Linked DNA regions of Mus musculus: all the other regions are linked to region 1. The links are chromatin contacts, called in public Hi-C, HiCAR-type, HiChIP or PLAC-seq and promoter capture Hi-C maps. All regions are on one chromosome and are shown on one strand. The core of a region is the stretch at or near the end of the contact, and the rest is flanking DNA. Distances in the headings are between cores, read along the strand shown. Region 1 holds the start of Bloc1s5 (biogenesis of lysosomal organelles complex-1, subunit 5, muted). Region 2 holds the start of Tmem170b (transmembrane protein 170B). Region 3 holds the start of Rpp40 (ribonuclease P 40 subunit). Region 4 holds the start of Smim13 (small integral membrane protein 13). Region 5 holds the start of Elovl2 (elongation of very long chain fatty acids (FEN1/Elo2, SUR4/Elo3, yeast)-like 2). Region 6 holds the start of Fars2 (phenylalanine-tRNA synthetase 2 (mitochondrial)). Region 7 holds the start of A730081D07Rik (RIKEN cDNA A730081D07 gene).

Region 1 (2,873 bases), core at 161-2,660:
TACTGAGTACTGGCCTTGTCTTCTTGTTGCTATTCCAGAAGTAACAATGTATTGGTGAGAACAGGAAGTAGAAACTGGTGAAATAGAGCAGGAATTCCCAAGCCGTGCTTCCAAGAATGTCCTTGCCGGAGGGCAGGAATGCTGGGATCCAGAGAGCTCAGGTTCCGGCTTCTTTGCCTTCGCTGACGCTTTATTGGAAACTATCTGAAGACCCAATTCTATTTCCAAAGTGTTAATTATGGCAACTAGAATTTCTTTATCACAACACAGAGTTGGCAAATTTCAGAGGTGAAATCCAGAATCAACATTTAAAAAAAAAAACAAACAGCCACATTAATGTAAGAAAAGCATTCAATTTCACATATTGTAGTGAGTCTTCATGGTGCACAGTCATAAAGGAAATTATGCAAAGGGAAAGAAATTTTTTTCTACAATGCAGAAAAATGAATATGAAATTTCTTGGAAGTGAGGAGAATAACAAATGTCTTTGAAAACTATGATTTCTACATATTGATTAAAAAGCTAGGAAATTAAATTTTTTATTTGTCCTCCTTTGGGGGTTTACCATTTCTTCTGCGATAATCCCCCAATTCCTGCTTCACCTAGTTATTCTCTCCATGTCTCACTTCAAGACTGGAGACAAACACTGGTCTTTTCTGGGAAGTCTTTCCTGATCCCCTCAACAGCTAGTATCCACAGGTATGGAACGATTCCTCTTCCTGCCGTTTATGTCGCTTTACGTTCCTCCTTCAGACTGGACTAAGACCCTTTAGGATGACATTGTTCATTGTTCAGAAGAGAGTAGCGGAGGAAGCGGTCACAGCTGAGTCCTAAGGAAGAACCCCTGGATGATGAGGAGGTAAAAACCACTGGGAGGCCGTGCATTGCTCTCTTTGAAGCATGACAATTTGTTGAGAAAATGAACATTATGGAATATATCAAATGTCAGCACTTATTAGTCTAATTTAGGGAGACCATCTCAAACACCCAACCAAGCAACAACAAAAAACCTAAACAAAACAAAAACGAGTTTCTTAACCTCTAACCGTGTTGCTTTATTTGTTAAAAAAATTATGATCTGTCTCCTCAGGTTGCTATGATGACCCTAAGGTGACAATACATGTCAAAATGCTTTATAAAATAGTGGTGGCCAGTAACAATGTAGAAACTATGTATATACTACTACTGTTATTCTTCTGCTCGCCGCGCCTTGCTCCAACCATAGTGAGTTTAGTTCCTACCGGCGTAGGATGGGATAACCGAGAAACAAGTAATTTTCAAACACCTCCCATACGCAGATCATCTGCCCTCATCCAGCATGGCCGCATCGGCTACACTCCCGGCGCCTTCCCCGAACCCAACGACTCCGACGCCCTGTGATGACGTAACACCAGAGCGTCTCTCTCCCTAAAGGTCCGTGCCTGCGCCGTGGACGCCGCGGGTGGGCGGAACTGGTCGGGATGAGTGGCGGAGGCACCGAGACCCCTGTAGCGTGCGACGCCGCCCAGGGCGGCAAGAAGCGGGACTCACTGGGGACTCCGGGTGCGGCGCACCTCATTATCAAGGGTACGGAGTGGAGGGCGTGGTCCTCCGTGCGGGGTGGGGGCAGCGTGCTGGGGACCGCCCCTCCTGGTGCTCCCCGGCTCCCCTGTAGCCCTCAGCTGCCTGGCCCGCCTCGAGACGAAAGGTCCCAGCTCGCAGGACCCAGTTACGTGCAATGGGCGAAGGGCGCACAAGCGGAGAATGGGAACTAGTTGGAGCCCCACACGTAGTAGGGTGACTTCGGTCCTTCACCCTCTCGTCCTCTGTCCTCTGCGCCTTGGGGGTCATGCCAGGAAGAACACTTGGGAAAACGTCCTGAAACACAGCGCTCAGTACCATACAGTGTACCGGTCTGAGCTGTCCCCTTTCAGCCTTAGTAGATTTCGACCTAAATTATTACAATAACAACTAGCTTTAATTCCTAAACCTCAGAAGTCCCCGTTAACCGCGAAGAAGCCTCCAATTGCAGTTTCCACTGCTTCCCTCAACTCCCTGCTCAACCCGCCTATTCCACCAACTTTGGGCTACAGTCCTACACTGCCTGGAGAGTGGTGGCTTACCATCTGTGCGGTTCCCATTTTACTCTTACCAGATCTGTGGGCGGCCCCAGCTGAGCTGGCTGCGACTGTTTAAACTGTGTTTCACATTGTTTCTTAGGTTTAATTTGGGATCCAGTAGTATTGTGTGTGTGTGTTAAGACTAAGTTAGAATTCTTTCTCTGTGCAATCTCAGTGAAGATTAGTCGTTGTATGGCTGTTGTTGGGCCACCATGACTCCATCCGCAAATGTTTTTCATCTTGCAAAACTTTGTATGCATTAAACCATAACTCCTCATGCCACTGTGAATTTGACTGGTCCAGTGCCTCTGAGGACTTGGACAGCTCCACTCTCGGAAATAAGGCTGTTTTGAATATGAATATATAGACATCCTTCGGAGGTCCTGTGTTCAGTTCTTGGGACTGTATCTCCAGTAGTGGATTTTTGGGTCATTTGATTATTCTTTAAACTTTTTGAGGAGTTGGCATGTTCTGTATTTGCTATACCATTTTCTAGTCACCTGTCATCACCAACTCTTGTCTTTGGTACTAGTTATTCTAATGCGTGTGAGATGACACTCCCTGTTGTGATTTTCATTTCCTCTAATATTTGGTTAATGTGCTTAACTGACTACCCATTTTTTAGGTAGTCATCTAATATCCATTTAAGTCCTTTGCTCGTGTAAGTAGATTCTGTTATTGAGTTATAGTTCTTGATATATTCTTGAAAGGCAACTTTGCTGGCCGCTATACCATTAATGCTGATACACACGCGCACACACACACACACACACA
Region 2 (2,873 bases), core at 215-2,714, 3.0 Mb before region 1:
AATGCAACTAAGAAGACGCCTCTGCTGGCTCCAGGGTCTCCTTTACTGGTGTGGTTTTCATAAGTAAGGAATTAAGCAACCTGAAAATTTATCTGGGTGGTACGCAATGCCGTTATATTTTTCTCCTTGAACATATGAACCCTGTATCATGCCAGATTTTGCCTATAAGTATACTACATACTATTAATTTGCTATCACACAGATTTTGAAATAGTAACGTTCAATTGGAGTTAAGACATTTTAAAGAACTGAGTTTTTGTTTGGGGTTTTGGTTGTGGTTTCACAAAAGCAGCTACTCCGGAGTCAAACTGTTGACCCTACTGCTTTCCAGTCAATATTACTCTTTAGACGCTATTTTTAAAACTCGGAACTCAAAAGAGTTTAAGCACTTCCACACTGAGAAAACCAGAAGTTTCTTCACAAGCAAACCTGCATATGAAATCATATTATGTGTACTAATGCTTACTCTGACAACCTGATGCTATAACGTAGCTAAACCCCATTCCCAATCACATTGATTAATGAAGGGAAATACACAGAATTCTCCAATTTCACAAATACAGCAACTTGAAGCCAGGAGACAGCCAGACAAAAGGAAATAGCAGAGAAGACAACTGTTTCGACTGCTCTAGACCTTGGTCCAGCCCCTGACCCCGCTATTATCTACTTAGTCATATCTCTCTCTCTCTCTCAACAAATAAAGGAACGAACGGTCGGTCCACCGTGATCACGGTGAGCAGGCAATAGGAGTACTGCAATTGGTTTGACATCTGTCAGCAAGAAAAAGGGCTAAACCAGGAAAGAAAGACTAAAAAAGATCGAAACTGCAAGAAGCGGTGTATGTGCGTGCGCGCGCGCACGGGGAAAGGCGGGGGGGGGGGGGGGGGTTAATGACAGAAACATGAACTGTGATCCAGTCGGGGCACTGGCGCGACTCGCGCGTGCTCCAGCGGCCCGCACCGGGCCGGGTTTGCGGACGCCCCGAACACCCGTGGAGTGGGTCCCCCACCGCTCCCTCCGCCCGGCGCATTACCCGTGAGGTTCCTCAGCACCGTGCCATGGGCCCAGAGGCTCAGGACCTGCTGCACCGACAGGTTGATCATCGAGTGGTCGGCGCCCTCCGCCCTCATCGTCCCCGCGGGGCGGCAGCGGGGCGCTCCGGGGGGCGCCGCTCGGCGGGTGTCGCAGGCAGCGTCCTCCCCGCCGGGGAGACATCGAGGAGCGCTGGCGGGCGAGGCCTGGGGCCGCGGGAGGGACCGCCGCTCCCGCTCAGGGCCCGCGTCGCGCCGCGGGGGCCCGCCACGCCACGAGGCCCGGGTCACGCCGTGAGGCCCGCGCGGAGCGGCAGCCGGCAGGGGCAGGCCGCGAGACGAGGCTCATCGCGGGGACGCGCGACGAGGCAGCGGCGCCCGGCCGCGGCACCTGCCGCCCGCCTGCCGCTCGGCCTTTGGGTAGCCAACACTCGAGGAGCCGCCCCCTCCGCCCGCGACCGCCCCGGGGCGCGCGCATGCGCGTGTCCGCTCCTCGGCCCCGCCTCCCCGGGGGTGAGCGGCTGCGCACGCGCACTGCCTCCCCCCCGCTCCTCGCGCGCGCGCGCGCGCCGCCCTAGGCACCCGGGAGCTCAGGCTGTCGTCGGCTCCCAGCGTCCGCCCGCAGTGGGGCGGAGGGAGCGCCACCTACGTCACTGGCGCCACCGCTGGGTCTCGCCGCTCATTGGCTGCTCCGAGGGAACAGACTCCAAGCCCCTCGCCCCCTCCTGACTGCGCGCCCCCGGAAACCTGAAACCGGTGAGCTGGGCGGGGATGAGAGAGCTGTGTATAGGTCCCGGGAGCTGCCAGGATTTTTGGAGCCTGCGCTTCGCTGCTCCAGATCCTTCCCTCTCCGTGAGGGCGTCTGCGAGCAACTTTTTGCAAAGGTGTAAATGCTCAAGATTTCATTTGTAGGGTTGTCTGAGAGTGCGTCCAGTGACCTGGATACGCCCCTCCCTTTGCTAAATCTACTAAAACAGAAATAGATCCTCTTTGTCATTTCAGCCAGTCTTCTGGCCGGCCAGCAGTAAAATACGAACTCCCCTTAGCTGCAGGATCTGAAACCACTTATTGACGCAGGGCCCCGTAGGTGTCCGAATGAATCCTCCTGGCCAAGGCTGGCTCTAGCGCTTCTTCCAGATAGGACTCTTTTCATCTAAAATTGTGAATCTCCCCAGCACTTAAACTAACTCAGCTTCGTCTCCCTGTCCTTCAAATCCAAGGTCAGCCTCAGAAGCATCTTAACTCCAGTTATGCTAGTTACAGTCTTCCTTGATGTTTGAAACCTTTTAACTTGAAATTAAAAAAAAAAAAATCGTGTTTGCATAAAAAACGTTAGTGCTCCTCACCCCATCCCCCTCGCCCAATTCCATCTTTTTCCAAATACTCTGCTGCTAAAGTTTACAGAAGGAAGTGAAGAAAGAATAGCTAAGCCAATCAAGTGTTTTTGCCCAGTAACTGAAGATTCGAATTGCCTAAATATTGTTGCTTTTGGTGAGCACCTTAAAAATGACAATAATGTATATGCAGGTTTATATTTATGCATGTTTTTGTTTTGCTCCCACAATATAGAAAAAAGTTTGGGCGTCATTAAGAGGAACCGTACTAAAACCTACTATGGTGTAGGGTTCAATGGCTGAATTAAATGTCAATTCAGGAGTATAGACTATCAGACATAAATGAGTTTAACATCAAATTCATTTTAGATAAAGAAGGGGCTTCATTTCTTTCTTTGTTGTTGTTGTTGTTGTTGTTGTTCTTCTTCTTCTTCTTCTTCTTCTTCTTCTTCTTCTTCTTCTTCTCCTATTTTTTTAAATTCTTCCTGGCAGCCATAGTATATGTCCT
Region 3 (2,873 bases), core at 180-2,679, 2.7 Mb after region 1:
GTTGTCTCCTTTATGAGTAACACCGGGGAATGAGTCTCGGAGAGTAGGGTGCTCAGTAAGAACAACAGCGAAAAACATCTCCAAATCAACACAGGTCAACACCACACACAGAAACAAAAGCATGAATGAAAAACACAGCAACAGGAGTCCTCCAAAAACAAAATCAATTATCCCAGAGTGGTGGTTCACATCTTAAATCCCAGCACTCAGGAGGCAGAGGCAGGTAGATCTCTTTGAGTTTGAGACCAGCCTGGTCTATATATTGAGTCTGAGGCCAGCCAGGATATATAATGAGACCCTGTCTCAAGACAAAATAACTTAACACCTGGATTCAATGATACTGAAATAGGTAAAATTCTGGGTGATTTCAGAAGTTTCCTAGTAAAAATACTTTAAGACCTCAAAAAAGATTGAAGCAAAAAGATTAATTCAATCTTCCCTAAGGAAGGACCTGGAAAGTCTGCTGTGCACACACGTGCACGTGCGCACGCATGTGTGTGCACACACAGAGAGTAAAATAGATGAGAAAAATCAACAATATGGCTTTTAAGAATTAGCTATGGGGGCTGGAGAAATGGATCATTGGTTAAGAGCACTGACTGCTCTTCCAGAGGTCCTGAGTTCAATTCCTAGCAACCACATGGTGGCTCACAACCATCCATAATAGAATCCAATGCCCTCTTCTGGTGTGTCTGAAGATAGCAACAGTGTACATGGAAGTACAATTCAGCAAAGAAACTGAGATTTGGAGTAAAATCACAAAATAGTAATGTTGGAAATGAAAAAAATAAATTAAATAATTAAAAACAAAGCAAAGAAGTTCTGTTGGAAGTAAAAATGCAGAAATGTCATATTATATTCCTCTGTAATTTCCTATACTTTTTGGGAAGGATCAGTGGGAACTTAGGGGCCTGCGGGTGGGTGAGCATTAGGAACGAGACCATATGAGGAGTCAGGAAAACAGTGCTGCAAAGCAGATGTATTTCCTGACTATACTAGGCTTTTCCTCTGTCCTATCTTCCTCCTTTTTATAAGGTGTCAGGGTCCAGTCCTTCTCTGAGTCCTGTCCAGGTATATGCACTGTTCCTCCACGGAGAAACTGTGGGATAGAATGGATGTGCCAGGTTTTTTCTTTCTTTCTTTCTTTCTTTTTTAAGATGCGGATGGTTGTGAGCCAACATGTGGTTGCTGGGATTTGAACTCAGGACTTTTGGAAGAGCAGTCAATGCTCTTACCCGCTGAGCCATCTCACCAGCCCCATGCCAGGTTCTTGAGAACCTTCAGACCCAGTGCCTGCAGGAACTGACAGACAGGGAAAGAAAGAAGGGTTAGGGCGTGGTGGAGGGAGGGGTGTAGTCAGAAAGGGGCGAATGGTGGGGTGAGGGGCGGGCCGAGGGGCGGGCCGGGAGGCGGGCCAAGAGGCGGTGCTCGCCTGGACTCCTGCTTAACATGGCCACGCTGCGCAGGCTGCAAGAGGCGCCTCGGCACTTACTGGTCTGTGAGAAATCCAACTTCGGCCACGATAAGTCTCGCCATAAGCATCTCGTGGAGACGCACTATCATAATTACAGGGTGAGTCAGGTCCACCCGGCCCTCTTAGGCTGGAGAGCTTTAAGGTAGAACCACGCCGGGTTTCACCCGGCCAGACCTCCTCGGCTTGCGAGGGTGGGCGGAGATCGTCCTCGGGCATGCTGGGAACTATAGTCTCTTCAAGTTTCTTAACTGCTTTTCTTGGCGCTGTGTAGGACTACAATTCCCAGCATGCGCCAAACACAGGGCGGTGCTCGGTCCTATGAGGAACAGCAGAGTTTTTGTGAGTTTGGCGTGGTTACTGCGGTGTTCAGGATTAAATCCTCTCGGTGTTGGGTCGAGCAGGCAGTGGAGGAGTTAGGAATGTAACCTGCACGGTCGGAGTGTGACCTGTACAACATGTAGCCGAATTACACCCTAAGTTTGGGCAGATCTCTGTGGATCAGCTTGTGACTCTTTCCAAAGCATCACGCGGTTTGACAAACGAGGAACTCCAAATAAACTTACCTTACGATGATAAGGGTTTAAGCATTTTACATCTTAAATATTGGCCTGATGGATTTCTCAGATAGATTAGCTGGCGTCCTTGTCCCTCAAGGCTGGTTGTTGGGGCTTTGCGAAACGGACTTTAGATGTTCACTTGGGGATCATTTGAAATCCGCGCGGATTTTGCATCTCTTCGGTTGAAAGGCCATCCCTGCGGTCAGGGATGTATCGCTTATCTCAACTGGTCTCACCTAGGTTTGTCTAGGAAATGGAAGCTTCCAGGAGCACTTTTGCTTCTATGTAGCTTCTTACTAATTAAATGTCCCTAAATCCCAGGAGGAGTTCCTTTGATTTCATGACTCCAGAATAAGCAAATCAAGGCATGTTGAATTATATATACTCTATTTCCTTGACTATAAAGTGTGAAAGACATAACATATATTGCTTGTATGCAAAAATAAGATTCAAGTAAGACTTCCATTGCAATGTCATGCCTCACATTGAAATGCAGAAAGGAAAAACTTGAGTAGTCAGATATCTGTTTACTTGAAATTAATAGAATTGTTGCCTAGTAGGTTGATGGTGATGCACACCTTTAAACCCAGGCAGAGGTGGGTAAATCTCTGAGTGCAAGGCTAACCTGATAAACAGAGCAAGTTCCAGGACAGCCAGGGCTACATGGAGAAACCCTGTCTCAGGGGTAGGTGGTGGTGGCTGTGTGTGTGTGTGTATGTGTGTGTGTGTGTGTGTGTGTGTGTGTGTTTTACTAAGGGTTTTACTGCTGTGAACAGACACTCCAACAGTGACCAGGGCAACTCTTATAAGGACAACAAGGTGGGAGCATGGCAGCGTCCAGG
Region 4 (2,873 bases), core at 104-2,603, 2.6 Mb before region 1:
CACATATAGGTGTCTAAATATGTAAGTGCATATCTTTCCAAATATAGCTACTGGACTGAGCATTAACTATGTAAGAATAAGCTTTACAGTATTTATAAAATTTTAACCCAATACTCCATCACTTCAAACCCATACTTGGTCTTCTAAATACCAGTGCTTACTGTCATTTATTTGAAATACTCTCCAAACTCTCACAATTGTTCAGTCTCCTGGCTGAGACCTGTGGTTATCAGCTATGTGCATAACGAATTAAGAGGGATGGAAAACACGCCATGAGAACAGTTTAACGTTCCTTCCCTCCTGGGAAGAGAAGTACACAGCAGCAGACCAAACAGCCCCAGGACAGCAGAACCAAGATAAGGTTCCCTGACCCTGGAAGTTTATTACCGCCAGTGGTGTTTTTTTTTTTTTTTTTTTTTTTTTTTTTTTTTTTTGGCTCTGCCCATTATCAAGTAGGCTGGGAATTTGGTTAAAGCCTGAACTTGGAAGTAAACAAACAGCTTCACGTGCGCTGGAAACCCAAAAGGTGATGAAATCTCTCACTAGGTTCAGAACATCCAAATAAAAAGATGAAACCGATCACTGCTCCTTCGAATACAGGCCACGGTGAAAGATCTGGGTAGGCTGTGGCATTATGGCAACCAAGGACAAACCTGCCGGGGAAGCAGAAACGTGCTTCTACCTCGAGTCAGGATGCCAGACCTGAAGGTTCGCTGAGCCTGAAGGTTCGTGATGCCCGGGCGACCTGCCCTGAGCAAGAGGCATGACTCCTCTAAACTCGGTCTTGGGAGCCCGGTGGCCACCGAGACCACCGAGGTGATCACCGTGGACACTTGTCCACGCGAGCTTTCCCGACCGCCCCCGGCGTTACCCCCCACTCACCGCACACCATCAGCAACAGGACGATCAGCAGCGTGGCCACGAACACCAGCAGGGTCAGCCCCACGTTGTGCCACATTTTGAGAGCTGGGGGGTGGGCGCGGGCTCAGCGGCGGGCGGCAGAGCGGCGGGGCGGCATGGACCGCGGGTGCCCGAGGGCAGCGCCCCCAGGGGGCGGAACTTGGCGGTGCGGGGGCGGGCCGCGACGGGACCGGCCCTCAGACCTGCCCCCGGCCGGGGCGACCGAGTCGCTGGTGGAGCGGGCCTTGGGACGCCACTACCGCCTCCTCATCGCTCCGGGGAGCCGGAGCCACGGCGAGCGGAGAGGCCGGCGACGGACGGACGCGCTGCCATGGCGGACGTCGAGGCGGGGAAAGAGTGATCTGGAGGTGGCGCGGCGAACGCCAGGCCCTGGCTGCAGCTCACTCGAGGTCCCCCTCCTCCCTCGGAGACGCCAGATGTCAACCACTCCCCGAGGCCGCTGCAGCTGCTCCTCCGCTCCCCGCCCCCTCCCCCGCGGTAGCTCATCACCAAGCACCCACTCCGCAGCGACTCAGCCGCTGCGCGAGGCCTGCTGGGTAATGTAGTGCAAAGATCGGCGAGAGCTCCAGGTCTCCGCCCAGCAACGAACTACCACTCCCAGGAGTCAACGCTGCTCCGGCTTCTCCTTGCTCTCCTTTCCCGTCCCCTGTGCCTTTGGTGTTCTTGAGCCGCCACCTCCAACTTAGAGACTGCTGATTCTTGTTCTCAAGACTGTGCGTCGGACTGTCTCCCTGCCGAGGTGCCAGTTACATTTCAGCCGTTAATTCAAATACAAAATTGGTTTTAGTGAGCAAAAGGGAAAAGAGGATGGCTGTTGCCTGAAAAACAGGTTGTACTTGAACCCAACCTATTGCTCCCGGCAAAGGTTAGTTACTTGTGAGGAAATAAGTCCCCTGACGTCAGAATCTGGAAAGCCTTCCCCCTCCCCCAGCAACAGATGTTGTGTTGTGTTTTCACAGATAGTACGCTTCAGAAGTAACTGGTGAGTGACTTAGAGACATCTGTGCTCTTAATTCACCTACCTGTTTAGCAAGTTTCGTTCTGTTGTCTCCTTTAATTCAAGCAACATCTGGCCAACAGCCAAAGGTTTTGCCACATTTGCTTGAACTAACTTCTGAAAAACAAGGTATTTATCTCAAGTCCTTTTTTTCTATTTGAAATTAAAACTCCCAGTTCTGCCACATCTGTTAACGCAAGAGGTGATCAGCCCTTTCCTCCCTGAGAAATCAAGGCTTTCGCCTTCCACTGCAACTCTGTGCTAGCCATTCCCAGATGCCCTACTGTGTAAACTGCTTTCCAGCTAAGACGCAGCATAAAAATACATCAAGGCATTACTGGCTTTGCGCAAGATTTAATATACAGTTCCTGTGGAGAGAGTTGAGCTCGATGCAATAAATTTAGAAATCAACTTATTCATTTTTAGCAGATGATCCAACTCACTTGCATAACGGAGCACGTTTGATTTACAATCTGGTTGAAAGGAATACATTTGAATAGATCTAGTTCAAAAGAAATCAGGAAGAATCCAGACCTTTTTACCTTCTCTTTCATTCACATACAACAAACACTTCTGTGTGCTCTGGACTTCTTTGAGGTGCCAAGGATAAAGCCATGGCAGGGGCTGGTGAGATGGCACTGACTGCCCTTTCCGAAGGTCCTGAGTTCAAATCCTAGCAACCACATGATGGCTCATGACCATCCGTAATGAGATCCGATGTCCTCTTCTGTCAGAAGACAGCTAGAGTGTACTTATGTATAATAATAAATAAATCTTTAAAAAAAAGTCATGGCAATACAGACAATAACATAAATAGGGGTGTGCAAGGATTGCAAATCCCCAATGAAAATAAGTAAAGCACTGTGGCGAACATGGGGGTGTTGAGATTGTAGTCATCGAGAAAGAACTTCCTGAGGAAGTAACATCTGATCTGAGTCCTGAGTGAAAAATCCAA
Region 5 (2,873 bases), core at 125-2,624, 2.6 Mb before region 1:
TGGCCCATCATGGTAGCAGGATTGATTGTGAAAGCAGTTGATCTCGCTGTGTCCACAGTAAGATGGCTCTGTCAACATTTGGAGTTTGTCTTTTCCACCTCATCTGAAACTCTCTGGAAACATCTTCACAGACATGTCCAGGGGTGGGTCTCTTAAGGTGATTCTAAAACTTGTTGACAGGAAAGACAAACCATCACAGAAGGTGTCCAAGGAACAGATGCTTCAGATGAAAATTACGGGGGGGGGGGGGGGAAGGACATCAGCTAGTGCCTTTTCTTCCCAGTTTTGATGATGGTGGGTACTGGTTGCCATGGAGATAAAGTGAGTCCTGGTTCTGGATTGCAGGGGTTTGTGGTTTAGCACTGTCTCCTATTGGCTCCCAGTCCTCTCTAAGTTCATTCAGATACACTGTCCGGGTGTGAACTAGAAGCTATGCAAAGAAAGAGAGAAGATCTGTATTTCCAAGTTTTTTTTTTTAAAGATCATTCTTATCTTTGTCCACAGAGGTACCTAACACCTATGTATGCATTTCAAGTTTACCGCATCAGCTATCTAAGAAAAATGCGCGCTCATTCTGAAGGCAATGTGAAAAGTAGTCATTTGACACTCAAAGGCCTGGAATCTAGTTCTGTACACCATTAACGAAGCATTTGAATAAGCCATCTGAGCCCCTGACAGCCCCTCTGGAAGCAAACTCTGAAAAAGTCAGTTTAGACAGACTATTGGTGCTCATCTGCTCCCCGTGGCACCCAGAATGAATGGTTATCGTTTGCTTATTTGTTTGCTTATTTGAAGCAGGGTCTCACGAAGCTCAGGTTGGTGCAGAACTCCCTAAGAAGCCAAGGCTGATCTTGAACTCTTTCCTATTCCTCCTGGCTCTGCTCTCAAGTGCTGGGATTATACAGGTGCACCAACCCAAGACCAGACCAGCCCTTGGTCATCCCCTCAAACCCGTGTGCCCAATTTAAATCATCCGGCGCGCTCGCCCAGCCACTCCCCAGGAGTAGCGGAGGAGCTGCTGGTGGCTTCTCCAGGAGCCTGATGCTGTGATAGACGTGCGCGCCCAGACTCCTGCAAAAGGCGCCAGCTGTGCTTGCAAATCCCAGCCCGGCCGGCAGGGGTCGCCGCGCCAGCGCCGGCGGGGGGGCGCGCGGAGCGGGGACGCGCAGGCCTCTGGGGGGCCCACGGCCTCGCGGCCGGCGCCGGGGCTCCTCCCACTCCGTGGTCCCCTCCGAGGGCCAGCGGCGCGGGGCGGAGGAAACGGCCCGGAGCGGGCAGGGCGCGGCGCGCGCCCGAGGGGGCGGGGAGGCGGGCGGCGCGCGCCCGAGGGGGCGGGGGCGAGTGACTAGCGCGGGCGGCGCGTGGCGCGGCGCAGAAGGAAGGCGGCTACCCTGGACAGCGCATCGCGGCCGCGCGGCCATGGTGAGTGAGTGGGGGGCCGCGCGCCTCGTCCCGGATGGCGGCGGACGTTGGGGCCGGGGCGTGCGGGCGTAGGGTCGGGGCGCCGGCGGGTAACCGGGCGCGGGGGCGTGTCGGCGCTGCAGCCGGGGCCCAACGCTCTCCCCCCCACGAGCCGCTCGCCGAGGGACCCCGCGAAACCCGGCGCCTGGGCACAAAGGCGAAGACTGTGTGCTGCTGAGCTCGCAGGGAGCCAGCCGGTTCCTGGGCAGGCAGCGATCCCAGCCCTGAGGGAGCTGAGGCAGGAGGATTGCCGTGAGTTCGAGGCCAGCCTGGGCCACGGTGAGACACCCTGTCTCAAAAGAGCAGCTCCCCGTTAAAGAGAGCGGCAGATCCTGCGTTTGTCTTCAGATCCGCGTTTGTCTTCATTGGTCTTTGTCTTTTCGCAAGGGCTTGCTAAATATGTGAAGGGCATGCCCCTTTCCTTGTCCCACCTGACACGGGGCAGCCCTAGATTGTCCCCCCTCTTCCCACACTGTTTTCGGCTCACCATCTCTTCTTGGTTGAATATTGTCTTAGCACTAAAATTCCAGCCCACCCCTTTTCTATTGCCTGCCCCCCCCCCATTTTGTTTTCTCTATTTAAGCATGCTATAATCTGGGTTTGTGTGTGTGTGTGTGTGTGTGTGTGTGTGTATTGAATGTCTCCCTCACCAAAATGCAAGTTTTGGTGAATAGTCTTTGTCTACAGTGCCTGGCACACATCATTTATTTTTTTAAAAAAAGTAGAGGAAAGTACTTTATGCTATGCTAAGTGGGAGGTAGCAGTCTCCTTGAAGTGAACCACTACAAGAACTGTCGACTTAATAGGAGCGATCAGAATCTAAAGTGCTGTGTGGGAGGAGAAACACACTCTTCTCTTGGACAGGAGGGACACACTGAGCAGAATGTTGGTGGCTGCTTCATGCTTCCTCGGCCACTTGAGTATCCTGACATCTGAGTAGACAGAGCATTTTTAGTGCTAACTGGTTCTCTCTCTCTCTCTCTCTCTCTCTCTCTCTCTCTCTTCCATAGTAGACAGAGATTTTAGTTAGGGAAAACTTCCAAGAATACTTCAACTCAGTGAAAGTCAGTGGACATTAACCTGTAGCTGGCAAGGGCAAGCCTTACAATCTTTATCCTAGCTCACTGCAAGCTCAGTAAGCATTTTCAAGTCTGTGACCAAATCAAGTGATATCACTTTTGAGAAATGGGGCAGAGAGGCAGAAAGGGTGGGGGTGTAGGGGGGGCTGGGTTCTAAGTAAGTTGGTCAGGTGATACATTCTTCTACACCCATGCCAAGATGTCTCTACTAACAAGCTGTATTGCAAAAAATACTACTCAAGTCTCCTTTTTCCCCACTTGCACGATGTCATTGTGTGTCAGTGGGTTGTGACTGGTGAGGGAAGTGTGTTTATTATCATCGGAGATGAACAG
Region 6 (2,873 bases), core at 124-2,623, 2.5 Mb after region 1:
GAAAGTTGCAAGTAAAACTCAAAATATTAATGGATCCCATTAAACTTGAGTCAGTGACCTGATCAAACAAACAGAAAGGGAACAAAAGGCAAGTTCTGTTCCATTTATTTAAAAATTAAATTTGAAATTTAAAAATCTATTTTGACTAAGACAAAAATCAAACAGGGGCTTAAGAGTGTTTTTATAAAAGCACTGTATCGTCAATACCTTTGATTGCCACTACATCAAGACGAGTAGGTATACTTAGATTCAAGGACAACAAGTTGCAAACATGTGATCCAGAAAAACACAGATTGTTTCGAATAGAGAATGAAAGCTTGATACACCAAAACAAATGATAAGGCATGGTAAATTGACTTCCGTCTTATCGTTAAAATGACTCTTTGCTGTATTTAGGGACAGAGAATTTGCAGGTAGTGGCTTGTTGCACCATCTTAATATAAAACAATATTCCAAAACTAACGAGTGAGTTCCAAACACAAGAACCAGAATTATTCGAAGCTTCTCTTCGCACAGTCCTAAGATCAAGGAACAACCCAAAAACTTAAGTACTTTAGTAAGCTGGTCCGTGATAGCTAAAAGCTGAGAAAAACCCTCTTTTTGCCTTGGGTCTGAAATGATGTCTAGGAAATCCCCTAAAGTCCTAAGGGTTCCCTTATTAATCATGACATCTAATTTATTTATGTGCTTGTTTGTTTATTTATGTTTACGCACTACAAAACCGTGCTCTTAACAAAAACAGTAGTGCATCCCACACTTTTAATCCCAGCACCGGGAAATCTGTGACCAGGAGCTCAAGGGCAGTCTGGACTACAAAACGAGACCCCGTCTCAAAAACAGGAAAGAAAAAAAAAAAAAAACAGAAAAGAAAAGAAAGAAAAAATAGTAAACAAACAAAAAATAGTGTAGCCCCTTAGTGAAGATCCCGGAAATGGAAGTCACAGCCGAATGCAAAGTGCATAACAGTCGGCGACCTGACACCTCTACTCTGCAGCAAGGCCAGCACTCACCCAGCGTACGCCGGGGAAACCAAACGCGGGCGTTTCGAAGTCCGCAAAGCGGCCACACACTCACTCCGCCGTCACTGAGCTTAACCTCTGGCTACCGAGACGCTGGGCGCGCTGGGCGCCGCCATCTTGACGGGAAGAGGCCAGGGCCCTAGGTCCCTTGAGCCGCTCGCCCAAAGACAAGCCGGTGCGCCAGGAAGTCGCCAGCTAGTTACCTCCGCACCACTGGCGCTGCGTCCCCCAGTCACGATGACACTGATAAACTCAGGCTGCCAACCAGACGGATCCAAAGCAAAGTCACCCTCGTTTTCGTGCACAGCAGGTCAGGCAGCGCCAAAGACAGCCGAGCCGGGCAGGGGCAGGGCTGGGGAGCGCGGCTCGTAACCCAGGCAACGGGGCCTAGGCAGGTGTAGGGGGCGTGGTGTCAGGAGACACCGGGATCTCGGCCACGCCCCCGGGCGGTTCGAAAGGCGGAGGAGGCTTTGAGCCCTGGTGTTCGAGCCCGCGACTGTCCTCCCGAGGAGCGAGCCTGGGGCTGGACGGCTCGGCCTCCTGCCGCCCGAGGAGCCTGTGAGGAACGCGGAGCCTCCAGGACACGGGCGCCACCCCTTAGCTGCCCGCCGCCCTGCCTGCGGCGCCACCTCTCGCGCAGGACGCGAGCCAGGCCGCGCGCGAGCCAGGCGGAGCCTCTCTTCTCCTGCCTTCCAGCGTGCTTTTTTTTTTTTTTTTTTTTTTTTGCATCGTTTGACATTTGGGTTCAGTTAAACTTGGGGCTTCTACGAAGAAGGACCTGTTTGGTTTTGTTGTTAGGGTGTTTTTTGGTTTGTTTGTTTTTGTTTATTTTCAACATGGCAGCCTCCAGCCGCGCACAAGTTTTAGATCTGTACCGGGCGATGATGAGAGAGAGCAAGCATTTCAGCGCCTACAATTACAGGTGACCCGGGGGGAGGGCCGGGAATCGGGTGCCCAGCTCTGTCTGCGGGGGTCGCGGATCAGGCGGCCACAACCTGTGAAAGTGACAGGCTCCACTCCCATGACGCGCACGTGCAACTGTCCACCCCCAGGTGTGACCCTCAGAGCCCTGGAGGGGAGGAGCCAAGGACTTGCCCTTCAAATGCTGGGATACCTTCCCTGAACTGACACCCACATAGGGGCTTTAGGACCATTAAACAGTGTCCTGTTTCTGCGGTACAAAGTGATGAACGCGAAGCTACCAGTGAGAAGCTAGGACAAGGAAACTTAGGGCATACCTATATCTTGCCTTGAGATTACAAGAGTGGAAGCAGGCAGTCTAGACCACGTGGACACAAAACTGAAGGCTTGCTCTAGGGCCCCCTTTCATTTCACTAGTGTTTTAATTCGTGACGTTGGTTCCAAGTATCAGATACGTTCTTACTAAAGGATGGTGGAGAGGGGCTACATATTCATGTTAAAGGTAAAATGAGTTGCTAAGCCTTTAAAAACTGAATTCTTAGTTTATCCAGCCTCGCCAAACTGAAATCTTACTGCTAGATCCTAGAGTCTAGGACCTATAACAAGAGGACAGGAGCATCAATTCTTCAAAAACATTTAAAACTTAAATTTATTTTAAGTTATAAAATGTATGTTAATGAGTTACTATGCGTGCACCTCACTTAAATGCACTAAAACTTACATTTTTAACTCTGCCCCATTTCTTTCCTTGCTTGGCCTATTCCCCTACTTGTATGAGTCCCTTATACTTCCTTGCCACATGGTAGTGGTGCACACCTTTAACCCCAGCACTGGGAAGGCACAGGCAGCCAGAGCGCTGAAATCGAGGCCACCATGAACTACACAGAGAAACCCAGTCTCAAAAAAACCAAAACAACACACACACACACACAC
Region 7 (2,873 bases), core at 156-2,655, 2.4 Mb before region 1:
CATGTGTTTCTCTCTTCGCTTGTTCACCATCCCTTCAACCAAGAAGGCCACAACAGCAGGGCTCACACCTCTGGCACCTTTCGCCCTACCCACAGTAGGTGGACGATAAACAGTGAATCTGCATCACTTTCTTCATCCCAGGCCAGCTGTAGTAGTTCTTTTGTGTATAATGTATTTTTATTTTATGTAGATTGGTGTTTTGACTGTATGTATGCCTGTAGGAGGATATTAGATCCCTTCGAACAGGAGTTAACAAACAGTTGTGAGCTGCCGTGTAGGTGCTGGGAACTGAACCAGGACCCTCTGGAAGAACAGCCAGTGCTCTTAACCGCTAAGCCATGTCTCCAGTCCAGCCAGCGCTCTTAACCGCTGAGTCATGTCTCCAGTCCTATAGTAGTTTGTTAATCAGGACAGAAACTCAGTGAAAGGTGAAGTTATTTTTACATTAGAACTTTAAGAACTACAATCATTGTCAGCTTAAATGCACACCTTATTTTTTCATGCCTTAGGAATGCTTTAAGGTTTTTCTTAACCTTTTAAATTATCAGATAATAACTGTATATATTTATGGAGCACAATGGGATATTTGAATGCATACATAGATCAGATATGAAAAAGGCAACCCCTTTTGAGCTGGTTCAAAATACGCTGTAGTAGCTAGTTTAAAATACACAATTAATGCTGTCAACTATAGTTACCTTTCAAGGAAAAAAAAAGCAATCAGTCATTCCTCCCATCAAACTTCATTTCTGCAAGCATTAGCCCTCCTCTCTCCGTCACCTCCCTACGTTGGCCCCAACCACTTCTGGCAGCCATTCATCCACTCCCGACAGAGATGAACATTCCTCGTTACCTACTGTAGACATTTTATCTACTATAGCAAGTAAATATTATTTCAATTCTGAGAAGCCTCTACTCTGTAAAGAGCAGGATCTTTCCACACAAGCTCTGAGCTCACTCTCCTCCTGCCTCAACCTCTCGAGAGCTGGGATTAGCTGCATAAACCTGTCCGTTTTCCAACAAAGTCCGCCATCCAAGACCCATAGAGAACCAGCGATAAATAACAACCTCCACGGTCCTGCCCCGGAAGGACCAGCCCGCCTGTCCCCCGCAGCCCCGGGGCTCGCGCTGCCTCACCTCCTGATGGCCACTCTTCGCGGGCCCGCGCTGTACCGTGAACCCAAACAGGACCTGCTCGTAGCTGCCGGCGACCAGCTCCATTCCGCAGCACTCGTGCCGGGCAAGAGACGCCGGCGTGGAGACCCGATGGCTGCGGAGGCTGGCCCTTCCCTTCCTCAGCCGGCGCGCGAGTTATACGTCACCGCCCGGGGGCACCTTTTAGGCGCCTGCAAATGGCAATAACGGAGGACGCGCTCCGTCCTCCGTTACGTGGGACGTCACGTGACCCTTCTGCGACGAGCTTAAGGAAGGAAGCCGCGGGAGGAGGCTCTCAGAGCAGAGAGAAAGAAAAGTTGTGTCAAGCAGGCAAGTCCTGGGAAGCCGTGGGCTCCGCCGGCCTTGGGAAATGGGAGGGAACTTCTCCCCGGAAGCCCCAACTTCCGGCGCGCCTAAGGAAGGGGCGGGCCCACTTCCGGCTCCGGTGGCCAGCGGTTGTCTAGACAACCCTTGTAGTTCCTGGAGGGTTGCTGTGATTTGGGGATCCGGAATGCATTTCCTCCATTTATGATTTTCTTTTCTTGTTTTGTTTTGTTTTGTTTTGAAGACAGGCTTTCACTGTGTAGCCCTGACAGTCCTGGAACTCACTCTGTAGACCAGGCTGGCCTCGAACTCAGAGCTCCGCCTGCCTCTGCCTCCCGGGTGCTGGGATTAACTATGATTTTCTTATTTGCAGCCAGTCTCACTTCGTCGCCCAGCCTGGCGCCTCCTTGCACCCGTTTTCCTCCTGCAGCTTCCCCATGGCTCGGATCACAAGCAAAGGGTTTTGTTTTCGTGCCGAGAGAGAGCAGATTAGGGTCGGCCCGGGGACGGTCAGGGCTCGCGGGACCCGGAGTTGGCAGTGTCCCCTCGCTGGATTGCGAGCCCGGGCCTGCCAGTCCGTGTCCCGCCTGCAGGCAAGCCGTCCATCTCCTCAGCTTTTCTTGCCTACTGGCTTCTTGTATCTAATCAGACTGGCCATGTGCTGACCTATGGTACAGGAAAAAAGATTTGTCTTGAGGGAGGAGGACAGTGGCTACATCTCTACCCGAGTTAAGGGACAAAGTGCAGGGCTGGAGAGATAGCTAGGCGGTTGAGAGCACTGTCTGCTCTTCCAGAGGTCCTGAGTTCATTTCCCAGCAACCACATGGTGGCTCACAAACATCTGTGATGGGGTCTAGTGCCCTCTTCTGGTGTGTCTGAAGGAAGCAATGGTGGTGTACTCCTATGCATAAAGATAAATAAATAAATCTTTAAGGGGGGGAGGTGCAGAGGTTAATGAAAGCAATAATATCCTTTTTTCCTTTCTCTTTAGGCGGGGTCAGGGATGAGTGCATATGTCAAAGCGGGTGGGTTGGTGCTTATGTCAGATCTTCACACAGGCCTGTGAATTAATGGAGTTCTTAAGTGCTTAGACATTGTTTCCAAACACTTGTTCTCTAAGGCTGCAAATTGTCGACACAGCCTCTTTTGCTTGAGTATAGGGGGAAGTAATTAATTTGACTTTGGGTGTTTTGATGATTTTTCAATTGTGTAAAGGCTCTTCCAGTTTGGGCTATTCCACTTGCAACCCTTGTGTTACTTAATTTATCTCCAGGTATTGCTAAGTTGTCCTGAGCATGTTAATCATTTTCACCAGAGAACCACTAAAGTTGGAACATGTCTCCTTAGCTTGGAACAAAGTGAAAAGTCTCATCTTGTCCATACATGGTGTGTTA

The links. A called contact is a pair of places that touch in the nucleus more often than the background predicts. HiCAR-type assays count read pairs that join an accessible place to other places. HiChIP or PLAC-seq counts read pairs in DNA pulled down with a chosen protein or histone mark. Capture Hi-C pulls out chosen DNA fragments and counts their contacts.
Region 2: a promoter capture Hi-C map of adipose tissue shows a contact between it and region 1, with 4 times the contacts expected there. The contact joins the promoter of Tmem170b here to the promoter of Bloc1s5 in region 1. A contact is called at or near these places in 2 of 39 promoter capture datasets (hippocampal neurons and liver), 1 of 115 datasets of contacts at active chromatin or transcription factors (astrocytes) and 1 of 9 other capture datasets (adipose tissue).
Region 3: a Hi-C map of CD8 T cells shows a contact between it and region 1, with 8 times the contacts expected there. The contact joins the promoter of Rpp40 here to the promoter of Bloc1s5 in region 1. A contact is called at or near these places in 2 of 484 Hi-C or Micro-C datasets (CD4 T cells and CD8 T cells), 1 of 115 datasets of contacts at active chromatin or transcription factors (astrocytes) and 1 of 9 other capture datasets (liver).
Region 4: an H3K4me3 HiChIP or PLAC-seq map of embryonic forebrain shows a contact between it and region 1, with 5 times the contacts expected there. The contact joins the promoter of Smim13 here to the promoter of Bloc1s5 in region 1. A contact is called at or near these places in 1 of 39 promoter capture datasets (hippocampal neurons), 1 of 484 Hi-C or Micro-C datasets (forebrain) and 1 of 115 datasets of contacts at active chromatin or transcription factors (embryonic forebrain).
Region 5: an H3K4me3 HiChIP or PLAC-seq map of embryonic forebrain shows a contact between it and region 1, with 7 times the contacts expected there. The contact joins the promoter of Elovl2 here to the promoter of Bloc1s5 in region 1. A contact is called at or near these places in 1 of 39 promoter capture datasets (hippocampal neurons) and 2 of 115 datasets of contacts at active chromatin or transcription factors (astrocytes and embryonic forebrain).
Region 6: a Hi-C map of CD8 T cells shows a contact between it and region 1, with 4 times the contacts expected there. The contact joins the promoter of Fars2 here to the promoter of Bloc1s5 in region 1. A contact is called at or near these places in 1 of 484 Hi-C or Micro-C datasets (CD8 T cells) and 1 of 115 datasets of contacts at active chromatin or transcription factors (astrocytes).
Region 7: a HiCAR-type map of astrocytes shows a contact between it and region 1, with 10 times the contacts expected there. The contact joins the promoter of A730081D07Rik here to the promoter of Bloc1s5 in region 1. A contact is called at or near these places in 8 of 39 promoter capture datasets (the 3T3-L1 cell line, cranial neural crest, embryonic stem cells and 5 more), 7 of 484 Hi-C or Micro-C datasets (CD4 T cells, CD8 T cells, CD8 central memory T cells and 3 more), 6 of 115 datasets of contacts at active chromatin or transcription factors (astrocytes, embryonic hindbrain, embryonic stem cells and 3 more) and 3 of 9 other capture datasets (adipose tissue, liver and pancreatic islet).

The regions. Positions count from the first base shown.
Region 1 is chr13:38,633,629-38,636,501 of GRCm38.p6, reverse strand. Bloc1s5 (biogenesis of lysosomal organelles complex-1, subunit 5, muted) reads left to right here and starts at 1,410. Exons shown (of 5, transcript NM_139063.3): 1 at 1,410-1,566. The coding sequence starts at 1,461.
Region 2 is chr13:41,604,473-41,607,345 of GRCm38.p6, reverse strand. It overlaps Tmem170b (transmembrane protein 170B), which reads right to left and starts at 1,464. Exons shown (of 3, transcript NM_001163572.2): 1 at 1,034-1,464. The coding sequence starts at 1,130. It overlaps Gm32184 (a long non-coding RNA gene), which reads left to right and starts at 1,270. Exons shown (of 3, transcript XR_382252.4): 1 at 1,270-1,787.
Region 3 is chr13:35,904,903-35,907,775 of GRCm38.p6, reverse strand. Rpp40 (ribonuclease P 40 subunit) reads left to right here and starts at 1,429. Exons shown (of 8, transcript NM_145938.4): 1 at 1,429-1,572. The coding sequence starts at 1,450.
Region 4 is chr13:41,248,324-41,251,196 of GRCm38.p6, reverse strand. Smim13 (small integral membrane protein 13) reads right to left here and starts at 1,353. Exons shown (of 2, transcript NM_001135577.2): 1 at 883-1,353. The coding sequence starts at 958.
Region 5 is chr13:41,218,904-41,221,776 of GRCm38.p6, reverse strand. It overlaps Elovl2 (elongation of very long chain fatty acids (FEN1/Elo2, SUR4/Elo3, yeast)-like 2), which reads left to right and starts at 1,374. Exons shown (of 8, transcript NM_019423.2): 1 at 1,374-1,422. The coding sequence starts at 1,420.
Region 6 is chr13:36,116,143-36,119,015 of GRCm38.p6, reverse strand. It overlaps Fars2 (phenylalanine-tRNA synthetase 2 (mitochondrial)), which reads right to left and starts at 1,373. Exons shown (of 7, transcript NM_024274.3): 1 at 1,011-1,373. It overlaps Lyrm4 (LYR motif containing 4), which reads left to right and starts at 1,659. Exons shown (of 3, transcript NM_201358.2): 1 at 1,659-1,941. The coding sequence starts at 1,856.
Region 7 is chr13:40,999,678-41,002,550 of GRCm38.p6, reverse strand. A730081D07Rik (RIKEN cDNA A730081D07 gene) reads left to right here and starts at 1,405. Exons shown (of 5, transcript NR_155347.1): 1 at 1,405-1,485. It overlaps Pak1ip1 (PAK1 interacting protein 1), which reads right to left and starts at 1,541. Exons shown (of 10, transcript NM_026550.3): 1 at 1,138-1,541. The coding sequence starts at 1,221.